Linked DNA regions of Mus musculus: regions 1 and 3 are each linked to region 2. Evidence: chromatin contacts called from public promoter capture Hi-C data. All regions are on one chromosome and are shown on one strand. Each heading gives the region's core, a stretch centred on a gene start, on an enhancer-like site or on the middle of the called end of the contact. The rest is flanking DNA. Distances are from core to core; before and after follow the strand shown. Region 1 holds the start of Zfp976 (zinc finger protein 976). Region 2 holds the start of AI987944 (expressed sequence AI987944). Region 3 holds the start of Zfp715 (zinc finger protein 715).

Region 1 (3,058 bases), core at 498-2,997, 1.2 Mb after region 2:
AGTGTACAGTACAGTCATCTCTACTTCATAGAAAGTAAGTCCTGCACCCAAACTTCAGTCAAATTCACACTGTAACAATGATTACAGCAAAAACTGGCAGCCGGGCATGGTGGCGCTCACCTTTAATCCCAGCACTTGAGAGTAAGCCTGGCAGAGAGGCAGAGAGGCAGAGAGGCAAAGAGGCAGAGAGGCAGAGAGGCAGAGAGGCAGAGAGGCAGAGAGGCAGAGAGGCAGAGAGGCAGAGAGGCAGAGAGGCAGAGAGGCAGAGAGGCAGAGAGGCAGAGAGGCAGAGAGGCAGAGAGGCAGAGAGGCAGAGAGGCAGAGAGGCAGAGAGGCAGAGGCAGGCAGAACTCTCTGAGTTCAAGGCGAGCCTGGTAGATGGAACAAGTCCTAGGACCACAAGCTCATCACCCAGAAAAACCAGTTTTGAAAAACAGACAACCAAAAAACATAGTCAGTATGGCCATGGTACCAAAAGCAATCTACAAAGTCAATGCAATTCCCCTCAAAATTCAAACACAATTTTCTACACACATTGAAGTTGCAAGTCTCAGGCTGGAGAGATAGCTCAGCATTTAAAATTATTGACTGTTCTTCCAGAGGTCCTGAGTTCAAATCCCATTAACCACATAATTGCTTACAACCATCTGTAATGAGATCTGAAGCCTTTTTCTGGTGTGCCTGAAGACAGCTAGAGCGTACTTATATATAACAAATAACTAAATCTCAAAAAAAATAGAAAGTGGAAATCTCTACCTCATATGGAAGAACAAACACTCCCAGGATAGCCCAAAAAATCCCGAACCATAAAAAAACTTCTGGAGGCATCACAATTCGTGATCTCAAGCTGTACTACATAGCAATAGTGATAGAAACCAAATGGTATCAGTACAGACAGGCAGATCAGTGGAATCGAATACCCAGAAATGAACTCATACACCTATGGACACTTCTTAGGCAAAGAAGCCAAAACCATAGAATAGAAAAAGAAAGCACGGTGAACAAATGTTCTGGTCTAACTGGCTGTGTGTATAGAAGAATCACCCTGCACAGGATGGATCAAGGACCTCACATAAAACCAGCTACACTGAATCTAACAGCAGACAAAGTAGGAAATACCCTTGAATGCATTGGTACAGGACACAGAATTTCCTGAGCAGAACACCAATGGCTCAGGCTCTAAGACCAACAGTTAATACATTTCTAGAAAATGAAAAGCTTCTGTAAGGGAAAGGACACTGTCAATAGGACAAAACAGTAGCCTACAAACTGAGAAAAGATGTTCACCAACCCTATAGCCAATAAGGGGTAATATCCAAAAGTTATAAAGAACCAACCAACCAAACAAACAAAATTGTAGAAGATACTGGAGAAACTAGGCATTTCTGTGTTTGCCATCTTGCCAAGAAGGTTTCAACACACAAGCCCATGCTTAAATATTCGCGCAGATGAAGCCCCAGAGCAGAGTTTTTCAGAGCAGCTAAGACCACAAAAGACCTCACAAGTGGCCCTGTATACCTGAGGTTCGCGGTGCGCACCCTGCCCCAGGGAGGACTCACCATACTCGCTCCAGTTGTTCAATCGCCTGCCCCTTCCCATTGGAAGCAGCTGCCATATACTCACCATGTCGCGAGGTCTGAGCTCGTCTGAATTCCCCTCACAGCACCCAGCAGTAGCACACAGAGCAGGACACACAAACCACACCACACTCCTCAGATATAGTTTGGAACCGGCAGCATAGCACCGGGAAGCACCCGCCTCCACTTCTGACTGGCAGGTCAGACTGGAGGCCGTGATTGGCCAGCGAGTCTTGAATGACATAAGCAACTCCCTTAAGGTTAGTGTGTGATGAAGGGACTCAGTTTAATGATTCCTGGCCCACGTTGCTGTTCCAGGGCCGACCGTTTTCCAGATAATAGGGTGAGAGTGCACTGATGGGATAAAGCAAAGGGGTTGTGCTAGGACCCCAGGGGCCCAAATGTTGAGAACGCGACCCCTAGAGACACAGCTTGACAATAGATCGCTGCAATGGCAAGACAGGTTTTTATTCCAATGCGCACAGGGTTGCTCAGCCTCGCAGGGAGAGTAAATCCCAACTGCTTAAACTACAGTTTTTTGTTTTTTTTAACTACTCTTTATTTGTGGGGCATGGAGGGAGGGTTACACAACTTTATCAATGTTGGCCAGCAAAGTAACAGTTATGTTTTTTACTTTTGGTGTCAGCCAGCGATGTCAGAAACTTTGTCAGCAAGGTCGGTTTATCTTAGAATTCAAACTGAGGCCGGGGTCCCAGGGACCGTTTTTATTGTTATAGCAAATTTTTGAGAACAGCTAGTCTTGCTATGGCAGTTGTGGTCATTTTGACCATTAGACAGTCCCCTCAGATGGGGAAGGGGGCAGGCAGTCTTGAGCTTCTTTACACTGGCAGGGAAAGGCTTGTTTATATCAGCAGGGAAAGGGCAAGGAGCAGGGGGAAGGGAAAGGCTTCTGCAAACTGAGAATTCCTCAAGCAGCAGGGGGGAGGGAAAGTCTTGCTTCTGGCTTCCAGCACTCCCCTTCTCCCTCCTGTAATCAAGGCAGATAGCTTGCAGGGCCCATTATTTAACTTGCAGTGTAATAAACAATCCAGTCCATAGGGGAAGGGCACCCAGAATATTGACAATTGAGGAGATTTTTAGGAAACACTAAGATTTTTGTTCTGTGGTTTCATGGTCGGGTCAGGTAAACTGCAGCTATGTTTCACCTGGTAGGCATCAGACTTTACACAGCCCCAGGAGAAAAGCAGGAAAGAGATGAGAAACTCTACACAACACTATTGCTAGCCAGCACATCTTCCTTAGTGCGAAGAGGAAAAAACCCACAGCTGTATTAATAAAGGTATCCTAATGGACAAAACTGATAGAACGGATCTCTCTGTACATGTAGAAAGTGGATTTATTGGAATGGCTTGTAAGCTGTGGTCCAACCAGTCCAACAATGGCTGTCTGCAAATGGACAGATGAAGAATATAGTAGTGGCTCAGTCCATGTGGCTGGATGACACTGCTGGTCTTCAGTCT
Region 2 (2,892 bases), core at 252-2,751:
GATAACTCCAGCTGTGTCAAGTTGACACAAAACTAGCCAGTACAAGACCCATCAGTGCCCCCAGGAACTAAACCACCAACCAAAGAGTATATATGAGTGGGTTCATGGCTCCTGCTACATATGTAGCAGTAGCAGAGGACTGCCTTAACTAACATCAATGGGAGGGGAGGAGCTTGGTCTTGTGGAAGCTTGTTGCCCCCCTGGGGGTAGGGGGGGATGCTAGAAGGGTGAGGCAGGAGTGGGTGAGTGGGTAGGAACCCTCATAGAGGCAAAGGGGAGGGGATGGGATGGAGGTTGTGGAGGGGAGACCAGGAAGGGACAACATTTGAATGTAAATAAGTAAAATAATTACTACTAATAATAAAGACAAAGGAAGAAAAAAAGGAAAAAGAAAAAGAAAAGTTCTATTTTACTCTCAATACATGAGGGCCTACCTGGCTCTGTCAAGCATGTTCCTGGGTTTGAGAAAGAGCTATGCCATTTTCTATACATAAGGGCCTCACAGAAAGCCTTGCTTGATCAAGCCAGTCCTGGACCCAACAGTGTTTTCCCTTTTCAAAGAGTTGCCAGCCGGTGTTCTCCTGCGAATATGGCAGAACTATGCTTTTTCTCAAGAAGAAAACTAGCAGCACTTTGTGATAAACAGCCTTTAATGTTGATTGGGACTCTATAACGCTCCCTTGAGCAGCCAGTTCTTTGCTATGAGGATGGCCCTAGTGGCTGGTTGTCAATCAGAGTAGCCTCCTTTGTTAAGCACTGGAGCACTTTTCTGGACAATCCTAGTGAACAAATATATCTATCCTAGCATCCTGATCTCTAACGGGTCTGGTTAGCACACTACTTATCTGTAGGGTGTCTCAGAGGCATTCCTCCCTCAGCTAAACTCTACTTGCTGTCGCTTAACTATCTCCTAAGCATTGGTAAATCCTTTAACATCATCAATTCTACTCTTCTACACCACAGTTTGATATGGGAGTGCTACCCAACATGAGATGCCTTTTATAACTTCTACAGAATTAACTCCAAATAGGTCTTACAGCTAAATGTTAAATGATGGGGGAGTTAACTTTTAGAAGTAGAGAAACTAGGCCTCTCTGAGTTTGACATCCTGCTAAGGATGTTTCCACACACAAGTCTCTGAGCCAGATGCTTTGAGCAGATGCCGCCCTCATAGTGAAGTTATTCACAGCCCACCGCTGGGTTCAGGGAATGACTAGGACAAAAAGGGAAGTAACAGGTGGTCAGATCTGGCCACACTTACCACCCAGACCCAGGGACAAGCCACCATACCAACTTCTGCTACACAACTGCCTGCTCCTTCCCTCTGTGGGCAGTGGCTCTGCACTCACCATGTCGCGAATTAGCAACTTGCTAGAGCTTCCCTCACAGCACCCAGCAGCAGCGCTTAGAGAAAAACAATCAGAACTTTTCCAGCAGGGTCCGTTATAGAGCTGAAACTGCCGCAAGGAACCCGGAAGGTCCCGCCTTCTCTCCTGACTGACAAATCCACCCCAAGGCTCCGATTGGTCACTAAGTCTTGCGTAACATGAACAGCTCCACCTCAAGGTTCTGATTGGCCATTAAACCTCCCTTAGGGTTAGAATGTGCAGATGGGACTCCGCTTGGTTGCTGGCCTGGTCTTCCACTACAGTATCATTCTTTCTGCAGATACACAGAGATTTGAATTTCAGTAGCGCTTGTGCCTGTTTTCCAAAAGCATACCCGTCTGTCTTCCCATCCAGCTCTGGGGAGAACCCACCGCGTCAGCTCGGGCTGCTCCTCCCCTTTGTAGGAATTGACCCTGCCCTCCCTAGCTCTCTAAATCGGGAAATCTGGAGCTTGCTTGAACTACCTTTGCTTTATTCATTAGGCACTTCCCTTTCTTCCTCCGGAAATGAAGGTGGATATGTAATGGAAATCAAGCTTGCGTATGTAATTGCCAAAATTAGCCTGTAAGCGTTACCGGCCCAGGAGCCAGGTAACTTCTAGCGATTCTGGGAATTGTAGTTTTTTTTTCTAAGTAACCCTCGTGAGAAAGTGCGGTGGCCAAATTGATTATCTGTATAAACCCCTACAATATGTGACCGGGGGCTATTCCGGCTGGGAAATTCTGCGGATATTTCTGACCCAGGTCCATCTCTTGGTCAGTACCTAATATTTAATAAACTGTTGCTTTTAATTTGGACCGAAATGGTGGTGGGGGGGGGGGAGGAGGAGGAGGGGGGGGGGAGGAGGAGGAGGAGGATGAGGAGGAGGGGAGGAGGAGGAGGAGGAGGAGGAGGAGGAGGAGGAGGAGGAGGAGGAGGAGGAGGAGGAGGAGGAGGAGGAGGAGGAGGAGGAGGAGGAAGAGAAAAAGCCCCAAATTCTCTTTTCATCCCGGATAATGGAGGGGTGGGCTGACCCAGCTGTGTCTAGGGTCTCCAGGAAATGCATTCCCTCTGCAGAATCCCAAGGTGAATGGCAGACTCTAAACAGTAAGCTTCCTGTTGGTTCCTGGATTATGGTTAAGAGATACCCTGTCTGATAAACAGGGTGAAATTGATGGGGTTTGTACACCCCATTCGGGCAATTGGGAGACGCCTATTTTTTTATTTTACTTTTTTATTCTTTATTTTTATGTATTTATTTATTGAGTAATTTCTGCGTAGTTGGAAGTTCATCCAAGGCCATCAGTTATTTTCTGATCCGTTATTTGCCTTGGAGCCTTGGAAATGCCATCTACTGACGCTGGGTGACAGAAACTGCAGTGGCCCAGTATGTGGCAACTTCACCTGGGTTCCAACGCCTAGGCTGTTCAACAAAGCAATTTCCAGAGGATACCAGGCAGTCCAGGGATTATACAAGAAATCAGTTGAAACACAATCCTATTGGTAAAATTGTCATAATCAGTCT
Region 3 (2,798 bases), core at 146-2,645, 1.9 Mb after region 2:
CTTATCCAATCCTCACTCCCCCACTCCATGTCTGTCTGTGTGCCCCCTCCCCCGCTCCCATGTGTAAGTGTGTGTGTGTGTGTGTGTGTGTCTGTATTTGAGACAAGGTCTATTATTTAGCTCTGGCTATCCTGAACTTGCTATGTAGACCAGGCTAGCCTTTAACTTTCACTGCCTGGGCCCCATTAGTGCTGGGATTTAAAGATATGAGCTACTTACTCCTCTCAGACCAATACACAGTTTTTTAAGCACTCCAAATCAACACAAACATTAGGGTACAAATAAAACGGCCCAATATTATTTTGGTCAACTGCCAACCAGTGATCTTTAACGTCTGTATAGGATCCCAAAGACAGGCAAGCACTGATGCACATAATGTCCAAAGGATTCCCAAGTATGACTCTAATGTGCCCCAAAGAGTGAAAGTGTTTTTAATATTTGGGATCATTCCTTCAATAATGCTGGTCATCCAGAGGTAGGAACGAATTAGTTGGAAAAGGAGACCCAAAAGCAGCCCATAAAACAAGATTCCCTACTTTTACGGACCTTAGAAGAAATCTCTTGAGCTCAGCAGCCTAGATAACTAGGCAGCATGCAAAGCGTGGGACCCCCTCCCTCCCTCCCTCTCTCCCTCCCTCATCCGTGAGAGCCTGAGCACTCGCAGTTCCGACACCTGTGGTCTTGACACTTGCTACTTTGGTCAAGCCGACGGGATTTTCTTCACATAGTGCTAACCGGAATCAAGCCACAGTCACTGGCCACGCCAACACTAACGACCAGAGTCGCCCTCACAAGCATCCCACTCCCGCCCTAGGCTCCATCGCTGCCTCTGCTGACCCCTACGCCAATCACGGCTTGAGTGGGGCACAGGCCACCTCAAAGTCTTCGCCCTTAAGCTCCCGACTCCCACCCGGGGACCCGCTGCGTGCAGCGCCCACTCACTGAGTCCCGCCCCCTAATGGCCTCAGCTGACAACTTTCATGGACGACTGCGTGAAAACCCACAGGAGAGCACATTGGGAAGTGACAAAACACCCAAGATACGGGAAACCCTCGGGAACAGGGTGAAAGCGCACCACGCGACCCCCACCCCATCTGACGAGCCCCGGCAGCCGCCTCAGCCCAGTCCTTCAGCACAAACCAGCGCTCGGCACAGCACTGCGTCCTCCCACCCCCTGCGCCGCCGCCGCCGCCACTCACCTCACACTGCCCGGCCGAGAGCTCTGCACACGGCACGCCTGACGGCGACTTCCGCCCACGGAAGCCGAAGAGTCCCGGATGGAAAAGTTCCAAACCACCTCGCGGACCCGCCAGCGAAGTAACACTCGAATGACTACAACATTTAAGGTTTCACGGCCACTCTATTTCCGGTGTCTTTTAGATTTCCGGCAGGACATGTCCACGCCCAGTAGAATAATGCGCATGCCCACTAACACTTTTGACCCGAGTGTGCCTGCCAGCAGTCAGCATGGCAGACCGGGTGGTTCCAGTTTCCTTGGAAACTGTGGTGGCGGCGTGAGTGAGCTCCGGACGTTGGAGGCCACCATCCAGGAACTTTGATTCCATGTGGGCGGGCAGCTAAATGCAACGCCTTTGAGTGGAAGTCTGAAAGCTGTCTCCCATATGGTGTGACAGGCCTGGCAGGAATATGATAGTCTAAAGAGACATTCTGTGCCCCTTCCTCTACAGACTATTGAGACAATGGAACACAGAAATAGAAATTCCATGATGGGAGAAAGGATGTGCTGAAGCCAGGAGGCAGTCAGAGCAGGGACTTGTCACAGGAAAACAGATTTCACACCGTTCTGACAACTTCCTAGACCACTTTGCAGGACAGACTTCAGTCGGAGACAATGATAGCGAGGGGCCACAAACTAAGATTGCTTGGTAAGACTGCTTAGTTACATACCTCTTGCTTTCTATTTAAACCTAATTCTGCAGGGGAGAAGGGATGATATGATAGAGAGGTAGCTTAACAGGTAAGTGCCCAAACTGCTCTTAAGGGCTCAATTCCAGCACTCACACGTCAGCTCACAACTATCTGTAACTCCTGTTCCAAGCGGACGCTCTCTTCTGACCTCCAAAGACACCGAGCACACTAGTGGTACACAGACACTCGTGCAGATAAAACACCCATACACATAAAATAAAAATTTATATCTTGCCCAGTGGAGATGGTACACGTCTTTAGTCCCAACACTCTGTAGAGAGAGTCAGGCAGACCTCTGAGTTCAAGGCCAGCCTAGTCTATAGAGAAAGTTCCAGGACAGCCAGGAGAAATCCTGCCAAAAAAAAAAAAAAAAGAATTAAATCTTGATCAAGAAGTTGGCTCATACCTTTAATTCCAGTACTCTGGAGGCAGAGGAAGGCAGATCTCTGAGTCTGAGGCCAACCTGGGCTACATAACTGAATATAATCTCATAGCTCCCATTTTGCTATTGTGGAAAGATAAACTAGGCAAGATAGATCTCCATTGTTTTAAAATTGTATTTTCCTAAATTATGCAAGCTTTTGAGAAAGAAAAAAAAAAAAACCTTTAATGGGTTAACAGAAACTTTCGATTTCCAAGACAGAAAGCATCTGGGAATATCTAAAGACTTTTTTTTTAAGGTTTCTTTCTTTATTTTATGTATATGAGTATACTGTAGCTGTATTGATGGTTGTGAGCCACCATGTGGTTGCTGGGAGTTTGATTTTAGGACCTCTGCTCACTCTGGTTGACCTCCAGCTCCGCCCCTGCTCACTCCCACTTAAAGATTTATTTATTATTGTATGTAAGTACACTGTAGCTGTCTTCAG

The links. Promoter capture Hi-C pulls out the DNA fragments that hold promoters and counts their contacts.
Region 1: a promoter capture Hi-C map of embryonic stem cells shows a contact between it and region 2, with 3 times the contacts expected there. The contact joins the promoter of Zfp976 here to the promoter of AI987944 in region 2. A contact is called at or near these places in 2 of 39 promoter capture datasets (embryonic stem cells and hippocampal neurons).
Region 3: a contact with region 2 is called in a promoter capture Hi-C map of liver, with 5 times the contacts expected there. The contact joins the promoter of Zfp715 here to the promoter of AI987944 in region 2. A contact is called at or near these places in 7 of 39 promoter capture datasets (the C10 cell line, cranial neural crest, hippocampal neurons and 3 more), 1 of 484 Hi-C or Micro-C datasets (CD4 T cells) and 1 of 115 datasets of contacts at active chromatin or transcription factors (astrocytes).

Annotation. Positions count from the first base shown.
Region 1 is chr7:42,640,857-42,643,914 of GRCm38.p6, forward strand. Zfp976 (zinc finger protein 976) reads right to left here and starts at 1,748. Exons shown (of 4, transcript NM_001242388.1): 1 at 1,624-1,748. The coding sequence starts at 1,626.
Region 2 is chr7:41,391,878-41,394,769 of GRCm38.p6, forward strand. AI987944 (expressed sequence AI987944) reads right to left here and starts at 1,502. Exons shown (of 5, transcript NM_001199330.1): 1 at 1,350-1,502. Gm17102 (predicted gene 17102) reads left to right here and starts at 1,821. Exons shown (of 2, transcript NR_166533.1): 1 at 1,821-2,143.
Region 3 is chr7:43,311,905-43,314,702 of GRCm38.p6, forward strand. Zfp715 (zinc finger protein 715) reads right to left here and starts at 1,396. Exons shown (of 5, transcript NM_027264.4): 1 at 1,200-1,396.